Regions from separate parts of the Rattus norvegicus genome. Here region 1 is linked to region 2. A link is a contact called in public Hi-C data. All regions are on one chromosome and are shown on one strand. The core of a region is the stretch at or near the end of the contact, and the rest is flanking DNA. Distances in the headings are between cores, read along the strand shown.

Region 1 (7,622 bases), core at 3,358-5,857, 39 kb after region 2:
AAAGAAATATTTCTCTGAATAAAGATGAGAGGAGCATTTGTTAGGGGTGGTCTCTGGACAGCACAGTCTGCAGACATTCTGGTGAAGGTGGGTGGGGTCTTGGAAGGCCCAGGGAGAAGAAAGGAGAAGGTTCTACCATGAGGGGTGGCATGGTGAGGTGGGCAGGCTCCTGGGACAGCAGACAGAGTCTTAAGAGACCTGAGGAGGAAAAAGAAAGCAGGTTCTACCTGGTGGAGAGGTCTGAGCACATCTTCTCATCTGAGGGTGTGTGTGTGTGTGTGTGTGTGTGTGTGTGTGTGTGTGTGTACGCTATTGGTCATGGAACCCATGGCCTTGTGCACTTGTGCATGCAAGACAACACTCCACCGCTGAGATCATTTATGTGTGTGTGTGTCTGTGTCTGTGTGTGTGTCTGTGTGTGTGTGTGTGTGTGTGTGTGTGTGTGTGTGTGTGTAGAAGATGAGGAGGAAGAGGAAGAGAAGAAGGAAGAGGAGAGAAAGGAGAAGTTTGTCTTTGTAAACAGCCCTTTCCATGCCTCTTTCCAGCCCTTTCCCCTACTTTGCCTCAGGGAATTATTCTGTATTGATTTCATTTAGGGGAAAATAGATGATTCTGACATGAATTAGGAAGTAGTGACTGTCTTGAAGGGAACCTATGATTCAGCCTCATGCCTTTGATTCCTCTCATTGGGGGAGGTGCCCTAATCACCGAATACATATCCGCTTTGTTCTCCTTCACAAAGTCACTGGGTACTGTGTACAAGGTATTTTGTTTTTTCTAAATTAATGAAAATAATACAAGTTTTATAGACATTTCCAGGTTTGGGCCACATGATTAGAGCCCTCTGTGGGCAAGAAATAACTTCAAGGCACGGTCTCATCAGATACCCAGGAGATTTCAGCTTATATCTGAGAACTGACCAGGGGCACTGTGTTTTGCTAATGACGGAGAGGCTAACATTCAACATGACCGTAGGATAGAGAAGCACAGGCTTACCCAGCTCCCTCAGGTGAGGTCAGTGACCCCGACTAAGAGGCATAACCTTACAAGCCCGGGCAGAGAACTGTTCCTCTGCTCTAGATCTTCTCTTTCCTTACAGCAATGAGTCAGGCGTGTCAGACGGGAGCACTGGTCATAATAAAGCATCTCAGCTCCTTCCCCCGCCTCAGTCCCCCACCTGTGAATGTTGGGCAAGCAAGAGTGCATGAAGCGCATCTACAGAGGGGAGAACAAGCTGCCTCATTGTTGGGTTGAGGAGCCCCAAAAAGAGAGGGCAGGGGTACTGCTTCCAGGAGGACTGCTGACTGAGTTGTCGAGAACCTACCTAGAGTGCTGAGCTGAGCTCATAACCCTAGACCAGCAGTAAGCAACACTATTGACCAAGTTTTAAGTGACAGGAGTAGAATAGTCCTCCCTCAAGAGTCCTCCCTCACGAGTCCTCCCTCAAGAGCCATACCGCCCTCCAAACACTCACATCAGTCACCAGACTGGAGAGACCAGTGCCTCCCCCTCCAATCAACAGCTCAACTCCTACCCTAGACTACACGAGGCATGAGCGGAAGTTCTGTGCTTCCTATTGGTCAGGCAAAGAAAAAGACATCTCTATCACCTGGCACCTTGACTTGGGTCCTCTTGGTTGCTAGGGTAACCCTTCGGGCCGCATCCGTTGCCTTAGCAAGTGCTCCCAGTAACAGGGGGTGCCAACTTGCTTCTCAACCCCAACACATCCTCCCTGCTCACTGACAATGAGATCCACTCATTCTCTAGGACCTAACACCAGTGTTATTGGCTTAGAATTCCTTAACCAGAGACAAAGGTGGTCTGGTTTCGTGGTATTTTGCTGCAGCATTTCATGGCCTCCTTTTCACATCTTTTTGGATCTAGAAGATTATGAACTGCACATCTTAATGTTCCCCACGGTGCCTTGTGGCTAGAAACTACCACTTTAATTGTTACCAAGGTGCAGCCTATGTTGGGAATATCTAACCTCTTTACTCTGTTTGTAGCCGTGATCAGCTTGAGTGGTCACCTCCTGGAGTGGAAGAAAATTCCAAACTCTTGCTGAGATGACAGGTGTTTAACCTCAACCCATCAGCACGTAGCAGGCCCTACCACAATTGATCCCATTAGAGCAACACTCAAGATTTCTATTCAATGGAGGCTGGAGCTTGTCTCTCCTCGGAGTAGCTAACTGTAGCTCTGGTTGCTGTTGGAGTTAACTTGCAGCTATCAGTTAGTAAGACTGAAGAGGCGTCAGGCCCAGCAAAGAGGAGGGAAAATGCGGAACGAGATGGAGATGGAGCTCTAGTTAGAATGCATATGAAGCCTAACCAAACTACTTAACTTTTCAGCCATGTGAATTCACAAATCCTACTCGTGGTTGGACTAAGCAGAGGTGTACTAACTAATATGTTGGAAACTATATAATTTAAGCCCAAGGTCTGGTGCAATGTCCAAACAAGAAGCTAGAGAGACAGTGTCCTGGTTCATGACAACCCACTGTCAAGAAATCTCAGTGGCCCATGGAAGCTACATTAGTCCTTCCTAGAGGCAGCTTCCCCAGTGAACTAAGGGTTTCCCACCAGGCTCCCCCTCCTCAAAGTCCCACCATCTCCCAGTGCTGCCACAATGGGGTTGAACTCTCAATGTCTGAACCCTTAGGGGCCATACTTAAAACTCACAGAGCCTCAATTTTATAGAGAGAAAGCATCCCTGGTCCCTAAAAGGGTTACTGCCTCTGATTTTACAAGATCGCACACTTTAAAGCAGAGGTTCTCGACTTTCCTAATGTTGTGCTCCTTCAATACAACACAGCTAACCCTCATGTTATAGCGGCCCCCAGCCATAAAATCATTTCATTGCTACTTCATTACTATAATTTTGCTACTGTTATGAAGCATAATATAAATATCTCATATGCAGGAAATCTGATATTCAACCCCCGTGAAAGGGTCTTTGGCCCCTTAGAGGAGTCGTATGACCTGCAGGTTGAAAACTATTGTTTTAAAGCATTTGACAAGATATGGAATGGAGGGATCCAGGTAATTCTTCAGTTCTGGGGATCAAACCCAGGGTCTTATACATGCTAGATAAGCACTCGAGCACTGAGCATATTGTAAACCCCCATCCTTCAAAAATGTTGTTGATTTAGGTATCTGAATGTTTCTGTAATTTTAATCTGAATTCTGTTTTTAAAATTTTTATTCTACTTTTGTGTGTGTGCGAGTGTGTGTGTGTGTGTGTATGTGTCTGTGTGTGTGTGTGTGCGTGTGCGTGTGCGTGTGCGTGTGTGTGTGGTGTGACTGAAAGAAACGAAGAATATGGATATGTGAGGTGACCTATGGTAGGTAATGTCCCACAGATCCATAGTTAAAATAGTTGTAGACTCTCTAATATGGATCCTCTGGGAGAGCAGCAAGCACCCTTAACCACTGAGCCATCTCTCTATCCCTTAAACTGAGTTCTTAAAAAGTATGTAAGGTTCCAATACACGGGAATTTTTTTTCCTCTGAAAAACATGTGTATTGTGACACCTTTATTGATATTTAAAGAAGATCAGCTTTTAGCCTAGTACTCAGTTTGTGTTTCCATCCCGTGGGAGGAGAAACAGGGTTCTGATCCACAGAAGGTGACGGTGACTTCTGCGATGGCTCCATGCCTTGACCTTATTGACAGCCGTGGTCTAAGGTTTTGCAACCTGCTTGTCCCTTGCTTTCTTGGCAAGCATCCCCAAGTCCTCTCTCCAGGGGCCTTGCTCCTTATGAACTGGGATGGGACCATGTCTTGTGCCTCTTTCATAAGTCGTGTCCTCCCCATGCCTGTGGAACACCAGAGCTTCCCCGGAGTTGATGGACAGACAGCTCATGGAAATTTCCACAGCAGTTGTTCATCCTACCCCCACCTGGGACCTGGCTTATAAGTATGACCAGCCCAAGGACACTGAGCCTGGCTCTGGGACAGGCTCAAGGTCTATTTACGACTTTTTATCTCAGAGTTGGCATGTTGGTGCTTTGTACTCAGGAAACCTCCTGCCCTCGCCAGCATAGCAACACAAATCCGTATCTGGAAGGGAATTAGCCTAGGCATGCCAACATGACCCCATCATGACTGCTCCATCGTTACCCTATTTTTGATTGGTTATTCTATTCTGGTTTGGAGTTTAAATCTTTGTTGGGAATGAAGAAACCCTTCTGCTACTAGATAAACAACAGGCCTTTTGTATTAACACAGCATCTGATGTGTCTTTTATGACATCTTTATGACAACTGAAGACATTCTTAATGAACTCATGCCTCACATGTTTCCCCTTACTGAGCAAAATCTGTCTCCTACATACTGTTCTCTGAGCTCAGAGCCCTGACAGAACCAGTCATTGATGTAGCCATAGGGCCCTGAAGAAGCTACAGGGTGGGGCTGCTCCTGAGCGCCTGGTGCCAGAGGACAATGGGTGAGGAACCACCCAGCCTCCACCAGAGCAGCTGTTCCCTCATCCCAGGCAAAAGCCCCAGAGGCAGAGAAGCTGGGAACAGAACTCAGCCCAGTGTTCATACTGCACTCTGAGGTACACTGTGTGACTCTTTTGACCTCAGAAGTTTCTTTTCAAGGCCTGTTGACTCCACTCCTAGCTTTATTTGATGAGTTCTGCAGTATTCTTTTACCAGTGGATGTGTGTTAATCATCGTATGCCAACTGGAGCCTTCTAAATAAAATGGGTTCAAACCTCTGGCCTACCCCCAGCAGAAGTCTAAAGTCCTCCAAAGGCCGGCCAGTTCCTGGAGGCAGCCCAAGGCAAAAGTCGGGAACAGCCTTCCATCATCACTGGCCCTGGCTCTGGGCCCCACATCTGCTGAACTGGCATATGAGCCCCTAGTGAAGCAAATCCTGCCCCTATCCAGGGCTGTGCTGGCCCCTTCAAAGGAGCACAGGGATCTAGACAACAATTCTCGGTTGCATATCAGATGCCTCCAAGTTCCTTATGCCTTCCTGTAAAGATGTTTTGCAAGCTGATCCCCATCAAGAAGTAGCTTTGCTCGCTCTCATCTTCCTGGCACTCCTCAGTACCCATTCCCTCTTAAATATCTCCACACACAGTCTTCTCACTACATTCTGCAGACCCAGTTATTCTCCCAAACTCAACTATTCATATTCAACCATATTCTCTACCTGTGTTTTCTACTAAATTATTCCCAAATGATAATCCCACATCTCAGAAAACCAGAAACAGCAGAGAGAAGCAGTTCCATGGGTTCAGTTCTCATGGCTAGGCCATGCGTTGGGAAGACAGAAGCGAGGGAAGGTCACGACGCTTGGGATCCTGGAAGGTTCCAGCTCTGCACCAAGAATTGGGAGGGAAGGAGAAGTTCAGGATAACTGGAGAAGCAGGATGCACAGCTAGTCCTGTGAGTCAAGACAAAAGGAAATATGGCTCACCCAGAACCAAGTGAGGTTGTGAATGACGAATTATCCCTCTTTGGAATTGGAGAAAAATAGTTCTATAATCAAACACAAAAGCAAGTGGCATCCTGGTCCTTTTTGTTCCTATAAGGAAAGGTCCAAAGACACATTTCATAAAGGAGGGACATTTATCAACTCACAGTCTCTGAGTCTAAGAGTCCAAGACTGAAGGGCCTATTAATTGAGTCTCCAGTGATGACCTCATGGTGAATGGCATCACAATGACAGTGCAAAAGAGGAAGTCAATGGATGCAGGAGCAGGCAGGGGTCCTTTTATAGCCACTCACTCTTGGGAGGACTGATGCATTCCTTAAGATGAGTACTAATCGTTTCTGATGACAGGGCCATCAATGACCTGGTTACTTGCCACTAGGATCTGTCTCTTAACCAGCTCTTTGCCTCTACACATCACCATTCTAGGGATGAGGGGAAGAATCCCACCAAATCGGCAGCTATGAGTTGAGGGTTCAGTAGGGTGTTCGAACTGACAAAGGCCCTGGCATCTTCACCTTGCAACTTCCAAGGGTAACACGGACATCTCTACTCCACACAGGGTTCATGGCCAAACCTAGTAGCAGTGTCTACCTCACGGGCCATTGCTTCATCAGCTGAAACACAATTACATAGCCACACCAGGTCGGGAAGGGCCAACTCTGTGTATCCAGACAATGGGAAAACACACTGATTTGTGCAGTAGCTGACAGGCTCCTGCAGACCCCTTCAGTTTTCCTTAATGAGGAGAAGGAAACAATAACCAGGGATGAGAGTTAGGGGGCAGTCTGGGTTCTGAAGAGACTGTAAGAAAGCACTTTGTTGTTCCAGAAGACCTCCGTCTTTTGTACTAGGTATCCAAGGGTGCTGAGTGGAGCCATAGGAAGTTAAATTTTATCTTTAGGAAACCTTGGTGAGCAGAAGCCTTGGTGTGGGAAGGCCGAAGAGGCCCACACTGTCGTCTTGCTTGTCAAAAAGACTACAAGATCTGAATCTAAAGTGTATGCACAGGTGAACTAGACATTAGCATGTGGTCAGCTAAAGAGATGATCAAATTCATTGACTAGAATACACAGAAGGGTGGAAGCTGACTGCTAAGAGCCACCTAGAACAGGTCCATTTCCTCCTTTTCAACGACGTCCGTATTCTTGGGAAGTGTATCGTAAGCAGATCAGTTAAAACACTGTAGAGGATACAGATCGTTGTGCACACAGGCGAGCATTGGGGAAATCGGGGAAGTTAAACACACAGGCTCATCCCTTCAAAGGGAAGAGATGTTTGCCTGTTTCCACCCAGAACGCTAGGAACAACCTGATGATCTGTTGCTACCTTAGGGCCAGGCTTGACCCTCACTTCCCTGACTACTCGGCTTGTTGATTGCAGATGCTCTCCGGCTAGATCTTGAGCATTGCTTCTTAGTCAGTAAAAATCATCCTTATGAGCTGTCACTTGTACCTTACAGCAGCCTACGTGACTTCTGTATTATCTTAGGGCAGAGCCTGACTCTCCCAGGATCTGACATTTGCCTCAGTCATTCTCTCTAGACCAGAGGTTCTCGACTCTCCTAATGCTGTGACTCTCCTAATGCTGTGAATCTCCTAATGCTGTGACTCTCCTAATGCTGTCAACATACTTCCTCATGTTGGTTTTGATGCTATTTCATAACTGTAAATTTGGTGTCGTGAATTATAATATGAACATCTGTGTTCCCAATGGTCATAGGTGAGCCCCTTAAAAGAGCTCTAGATTTTTATCTACAGCATTGTCTTTTTATGGAAGAAGCCACATGTCCTTTGTAAGGAATTTCAGTGTAAATATGCCTAAGCTTTGTTGTGGACATGGGACCGAGTTAATTGTCCCAAGGAAAAATTTTTCCCAAATCGTGCTGTTCTTAAATATGGCTAAAATAAACCGCCTTGTGTCAGACTCTAGATGTTTGAAACAATCTGCCTAGCTAAGTCCTGCTGAACTGGCTTTGCGTCTTCCTCTCACAAGCAGCTCCTCTGCCAGCTGTAGTATCTGCAGGGATTCCCCCCTGCCAATATACGGTTATTCTGCATAAAAAGAAGTTGATTGTGTATTTATTTATAATGGCAAAAATGTTAAAAGTATAGTACTAAATGAATGGTTGCAAAAATTATTAATTGTCAAGATAGTAAACTATAATGCAGCCTTCA
Region 2 (6,728 bases), core at 988-3,487:
TCAAAAGCCCTGGGAATGCTAACAGCTGTGAGACAACACAGGCCCTCGCATGCTTTACCAGCCGGAATCCTGCTCACTCTTAGCCCTGCAGCACAGCTCCTAACCCTACCCACCCACTGCATTTCCCTTCACTTAAATCTCAGACACCACACCACACTAGGTGAGTACACTGGGCTTCAGTTATGTGCTGTCCACACACCCTCTAAACACTCTGTGCCCAGCTGCATGGCCCCCTGGCAGCACCCTGCATCCAACACCACCCTGAGAGTTGAACCTGGTCAAGGGAGTAAGCTTACCTCACTCTTACACCTTCCCATTTAGAGCTACTGCAGAGCCCAGTGCAGCTCCTCCCCGTCACTCTGCCAGCCTAGTTTCTCCCACCCCTTCTCTGAGGTCACACACTGACCAAAAAGCGGAAATGCAAGCTCCTCTACTAGTTTCCAGGGACCAACAGAGCAGGCATGGTGGACCAGGTTGCCAGGCTTAGAGACCACCTCTCAGTTTCTCAAAACACCTACCCAGAGTCAAGAAACATGCCCCTTGTTGAAGATGACCTAAACATCCCTGTGTCCCAGACTGCCACAGCAGCTCTGTTCCCATACCTAGCCACTCTGCCCCCCATTGTGATAGCCACAGCCGGTGCAGGACTGAGCTCCACTCACCCTGGATGCTCAGCATCTGGCCCAGCTTCAGTGCGGCCCCACGCACCTTGCACAATGTACTCACAATGCGCTCTGCATTCGCCTCTGACAGGAAGGGGCTAGAATCCAGCACAGCTTTCTTCCCTGTGGACAGGAGGGGTCAACATGCATTCAGGGATGAGGAAGGGTGACTGGAAGAAACCTTCATGATGCCTGGGCATAGGGACTCGGGCAATATACACACAATTGTTAAGTATCCACAGAAACAGGAAGGAAAGTTCAACTCTATATGCACATCCTCTATAGTCCTCCAAAGCCAGGACAGCCTCCCCTGCTGGTGGGTCAGGTCTGGCAGGCAGGAGGGCTAGGAGATACGCAAGCCTCTGCCTACTTGTGCTGGCTGACCAGTCTTCTGGGCCTGTGCACTGCACCACGTGGGTCTTGGCTGCAGGAAGGGTTCCATCAGCAAGGGTCAAGGACGGCAGGCTTTGGGCATTGTTTCTCCCCTCTGTCCCACAGCTTGGCACAGCCAACTGGCCCAAAGACAACCCCTTCTAGGACAGAGAGGTGGCAGCAGCTGGGTAATGACTCCAGGGAGCTAACAGTGCCAAATGCATCCTGCTGCCAACCATCAGCGTGGCCAAAGGGCACCATTGCTTCTGCCCACATGCCAAATCCACCCTGTGGCAAGGGAGGAACACAAACAGGGGTCTAAGCCTTGACTAGGTTCAACTCTCAGGGTGGTGTTGGATGCAGGGTGCTGCCAGGGGGCCATGCAGCTGGGCACAGAGTGTTTAGAGGGTGTGTTTAGACAGGTGTATTGTGTCATTCCTTTGTTGAACATGGCCCAGAGAGGCTGTCTTCCTGGCCCCTCAGCACCTGGCAGCTCCTTCAGTTGTAGCTATGGGCCTGGAAGGCCAAGGAAGAGGACTTAACACCTGCTCTTGCATCAGGCAAAACCCAGCCTGCTGGGCAAGCCAGAGAAGCAGGCTACCATGAGGAGAAGAGTTAGAGCCCTCAATTACCAGTCCCCAGTGACAGACACACTGAGGGCTTAGGCTCACTCCTTGGTCCAAACAGGAGGACAAGACATGCAGGGTAGGAGGGTCATTCCACAGAAGTCTGGGCTATTCCAAGAGCTACTTAAACACTGCTGTGGGACCAATCCAGGACAAGTGGGCCCAGAAAGCACCCTGACAAGAGCAGAAGCCGGGAGTGGGGCAGTCTCCCCTGTCATCCCCAGGTCCCAGGACTGAGGGCTAGGAAGATAGGAGAGGGAGTGAACACAGGCAAGGACACGAATTCCAGGACAAAGGAGGGAAGCTGTTGCTCACCTCAGCTGAGTCCCATCCCCTGGAACTTGGTGTCTGGCCCAGTTGGCTTTCCTGGGCATCTCCACCCTGAGTGGGCTGATCCTCACAGGCTTGAGGCATGTCCCCTACCCAGAATGGCCTGAACCAGGCAGGCCAGGCCAGAGACTCGGTGGTCAGTGCAGGACAGGGTCTCCCAGGCAAGCTTGCTAGCCTGGACAGCACCATCAAGGTCAGGATTGCAGGAGGCATGTTAGGAAACCAGAGCAGGTGGATCTCCCAAGGCCATCTACCCTGGCCAAAGCCTCAGTACCTACTGGCAGGGCAAAGGGAACCTAAGCCTCGTCACTAGAGTCCCTGAGAAAGGACACCAGCTCTGCCCTTGAAGGCAGGCTGGCCTCTTCTCCTCTTAGACAAGGTAGGGAGGAAAGTGGCTGGCAGGGGAGCTGGGTCTTGGGAAAGCTAGCTAGCTTCACATCCCAAAGTACTGAAGCACCAGCACTAAAAATACCCATGCTAATCCCCTGTTCTCGGGTCCCTTCCAAGAACACACAGGATGTCCATCCTGGGACTGGAGCCTGAGAACTCCGCAAGTGAAGTGCTGTCTGGGAAGGTGGTGCACCCCACAGGCCCCAAGAGCATGGACCATGAGTATCAAGGTCTCACACCATGAATAGGTGTGAGAGCCGGGAGGACCTTCATGACACTGCAGTTCTTGAGTAGGACCAGAATCTCAACCTCAAATGTACTTTGGGAAATGCACTAACAGGAACCCCTAATGGCTCCACTGGGTAAACTCCCAGCCACCTACCCTCAAAGAGGGGCTCACATGACATCCCACGGCTCCTTCCCCAGTCAGAATCTAAGCATCAGGAAACCCCTCAGCTCTGGTGGGGCCTGAATGCAGAACATCTCTAGACTGTACAGCCACAGTGGTCCCTGAACCTGTGTTCCAGGCAAACCCGGCAGGTCAGACCCTGGGAGGCAGGGAACAGAGGTGGTATGATCTTTGTCTCAGAGACAATAGTCTCTGGAACGGTCCCAGCCTCTCTGAGCCATGTTCAACAAAGGAATGACACAATACACCTGTCCCGATGCCCACATCCCTACCCACCGGACAGAGGAGACAAAATATAGTTCAGAAGGTCCTCAGGAGCAGGCAGGAAAGGAGAGTAGGAACAGAAGGTGGGCGTGCAGGGAGTGAGTATGGAGGTGCACACCGCTGGTGGTAGCATGAGTGTGAGCCGGGGGCGCTAAGAGATCAGCTGGGGCTGAAGGAGGGAGCCATCTCCAACCCTCCAACCCTCCACCAAACAGTCACTCAACCCCAGGAACACTATGTGCATGAACTACATTTCAGAGGCTCCTGCAGGCAGGGCATCGGGTGGTCACTAGTGGCTGACATTCCCGGAACGGAAGTGGGCTGGACACTGACCTTCCAGTCATCCACCCTTTCTTCCCAGGGCCCTGCTCACCTGTGGAGTTCTCAGAACGCAGACTCTTCTTGGCAACCTCAGCCAAAGCCCCAAAGCCCAGACCTACAGCCAGCCCTGGAAGGGTAAGAAAGCAGGTGCCTGAGTGGCTGGGACCAGGCCTGCTGAGCCCAGGCAGAGGACCCTGCAGTATTCTGGTGTTCACTGGGTACCCAGACATTCCGAACAGGGAGTAAGTAAGAACACACATTGGTGGTTTTACAACAGTCAGCTCTGGGTAAGTGCCTCCTGTGACTTTACAGCTCTCAGCCATCACCTGTGACAACCTACACTCATGAAAACACACAGACTCCATATTGGGAAGGACCAACATAAATGGGAAGGTGGAGCAGGCCTGGTCTGTGGACCACTTCCTGGCCATACAACTAGGGAAGACGACCGCTCACTCAAGGTGCAAGAGCACCAGTAGTCTTAAATGTTCTAAGTTATCACTCTATTGATATAAAACAGATAGCAGTAAAAGCTGGGATGGTCCACAACAATGGGGCGTCCCGGCTGAAGTCCATGGGGCCAGGACAGACCCTGCCCCACCTCCCCTCCCATGCTGGCAGCACTGGCAGTGACTGAGAACAGCAGCCCTGGAGTCTTTCCTCCCAGCAGGTATGACGGAGGCCAGACAGAAAGCCTGGGAGTCTGGCTCAGGGACCACACCTTCCTGGGAGCTCCCTTCCCAAAGGCTGTACAGGACAGGCATGCCACTCAGAGACAGGGTGAGGGGTATGAAGCCATTCTCCAGCCTTTCTACAACAGTAATGCATTAAAGAAAAACGCTAGATTTGGCAAAAAGTTGTGTGTGACCACACATGCTGTTATCCTAGCATTTTGGAGGCTGAGGCTCAAGGTCACCCAAGGATACAAAGAAAATTCCAGGATATCCAGGAGTACATATGGTGACCTTGTCTTAACAAAAACAAAAAAACGAACAAAAAAACCCCACTCAAGTAATTTTTTAAATGCTTATAATTAAAAGGTAATTCTTTTATACATTTAATACTATATTTACCCGCCACTAGGTGTCACTGCATGCTCTACTTTGCCCACCCTTACAGCAGCTCCTACCTCAGAGGTCACTAAGAGAACCAAAGGCGTCAAGTGCCCTCTCTCAGGTCTAAGGCACGGCAACAAAACCACTTGTTTATTCAAAACAGTCAGGCCAGGGGTGACAAAGGAAGTCTGTGTCAACTACATGCATGACTTTTAAGATTTCTGGAGGCCATTAAAAAAAGATGAGAAGAAACATGGCGAATAAACTCTAATGCATTTAGCCTACCATATTCAAAATAGAAGCCAACATAAAAACGGAAAGCATTTTCCATCTTGGGTGTGTGCACTGTTTTCAAATCCTGTGGGAAGGTACGTGCATAGTACAAATGGGACACACAAGCCAAACTGGAAGCAGCCACAGAGACAAACATAACAGGCCGGTGCCCTGGGACAGGGGTACCACTGTGGATGCCTGGTGGGGCAGGCACCAACCCTTTAACACTCCTCCTACCCAGGCCACTCTAGAGGGCCATGGGCACTGATTAAACATTAACTTCCCACCATCTGCCTTCCTCGCCGTACCTCCCACAATATCTAACTTAGCAAAAGAAAGGAGGCCAGGCAGCACTAACCTTCAGCAATGTCCCTCTGGAGCCCTTTCAGCTTAGAGCAAGCCCTGAGACAAGCCCACAGAAAAGGCAGGCAGCATCCCCAGTCATGGGCTTGTTCAGCTGCACATACAGCACTCAGATCCTAAGCGTACCCTGGCTGGGCTCAGCGTTCTGTCAAACAGTTTTTGGGTGTTTCTGGGCTCCCAGGCAAAACACAAATTCTACAATGGGGTTGGGGGATATTAAACAAATGTATGAAGGAACATTCTAGAAAAGAGGCCTCTGGCTCCTTCAGTTGCTGCACCAGACCCAGGAGCTGCCAACAGAGGGACAGGCTCCCACGGCAGGCAGATCAGGAGGTAAGAACACGCTCACCCAGATAGCCATCATGCTCTTGGCCTCCCAGGTTCTCTGAACCCAGGCCTGGTATGTGATTCTTGGAATCCCCTGCCCAGCTCAGCCTTCATCCAGAGCCAGGTAAACCTGGGGTAACTAACTCTGCGATGAGGGGAACTTCAGGTACCCTGCTCCTGCACCCAAGGACCTCACACAGCCTCTCCTACTGTGATGTGTCTAGAAGGCTTGTTCTCCACGTGTCCCTGAGAGAGAGTCACTGCTGGCAGTTTGACCTTCCTCCTGGCCTGTAGCAGCACACTGCCCATACACAGAAAGCCCTAGTACTTCTCAGTAAAGATGGTTTGCCATCAAGGAAGGGAAGTGACAGGGCACAGAACTCTCCCGCAGGCAAAGCAAAGGTACAGTGTGCAGGTTGGGAGCCTATTCTGGGTAACTCGGGAGCCTCTCCTAGCCTCTCCACTCTCAGGTCCCCTCTGGAGGTCACCAGAGAAGCAGTCACTCCACTCCCTACCATTAGCACATGTGGGAAGAGCAAGGCTTTTATCAACAGGGGCCTTCATGAGCAGGCTGGGTGATGGAGAGCAGGCCACACTCCCGCTGGTGCTGCTCTGCCTGCTGAAATCTCAGGGCCTGTTTACAACACAGGCTGGAAAGGGCCTCTGCAGAAGCAACCAGACAAGAGCACTGAGACACCAGGCCCTGTAGGCCAGGCCCTACCTGCACTCAGGAAGAACCCAGGGTCGTGTGTGTGCTAGGTAAGATCTCCGCTCCTTACACCACATCCTCAGCCCTAAACCCCACTTTAATTAATACACATGGCTAGTGTCCTTTGCGTGGGTACTAACAGCCTACTTCTGATGAATACCTGCCATCCAACAGCAGCCTCCCCCACAGGAGCTGCAGCCCAGGAAGAAGAGGAAGAGGAACAAAAAGGAAGAGGCAAAGCTCCCTGAGGTGTCTTCTCCCAGGTCCTCTGCTGCTAGGCGGGAAGATGGGTGCCTACTTATCGGGCAGGCAGCTCAGATGTCCCTGCACAGGACAGAGGTCTGTGCTCAGCTCCATCTCTGAATCTGTACAGAGCAGCAGCCATTCCCAGCATGTTCCTGTCAGATTCAGTGAAGAATCTGCTCTACCCCACACCACAAGCACCATGACAGACTGCTTCACTGAAGATCCAGAAACAGTGCCCACAGCTTGAACCTTCTGAACCTGCCTGTTGTTTCGGCCACAGGTTTGGCAACAATGGAGAGAAAAGAAAATAACTGATACAGACAGATATACAAGAGGAAGTACTTGCCAGGAAAGGGAAGACAGAAGGTCCTGGGCCTCCCT

The links. Hi-C and Micro-C count contacts between places; a contact is called where the count stands out from the background.
Region 1: a contact with region 2 is called in a Hi-C map of hepatocytes, with 1.9 times the contacts expected there. The contact joins two enhancer-like sites. A contact is called at or near these places in 12 of 12 Hi-C or Micro-C datasets (the A7r5 cell line, the Rat2 cell line, Schwann cells and 7 more) and 1 of 1 datasets of contacts at active chromatin or transcription factors (oligodendrocytes).

Annotation. Positions count from the first base shown.
Region 1 is chr13:94,477,509-94,485,130 of GRCr8, forward strand. No RefSeq gene overlaps it. Among named protein-coding and RNA genes, the nearest start is that of Coq8a, 18 kb to the left of the region's middle. Within about 2 kb of position 4,608, at least 20 of the 93 cell types and tissues checked have an H3K27ac peak or open chromatin away from gene starts, as enhancers often do. A contact at or near this core is called in hepatocytes and liver, where this site is marked.
Region 2 is chr13:94,441,239-94,447,966 of GRCr8, forward strand. It overlaps Coq8a (coenzyme Q8A), which reads right to left. Exons shown (of 15, transcript NM_001013185.1): 5 at 3,427-3,501; 6 at 663-785. Among named protein-coding and RNA genes, the nearest start is that of Coq8a, 19 kb to the right of the region's middle. Within about 2 kb of position 2,238, at least 14 of the 93 cell types and tissues checked have an H3K27ac peak or open chromatin away from gene starts, as enhancers often do. A contact at or near this core is called in hepatocytes and liver, where this site is marked.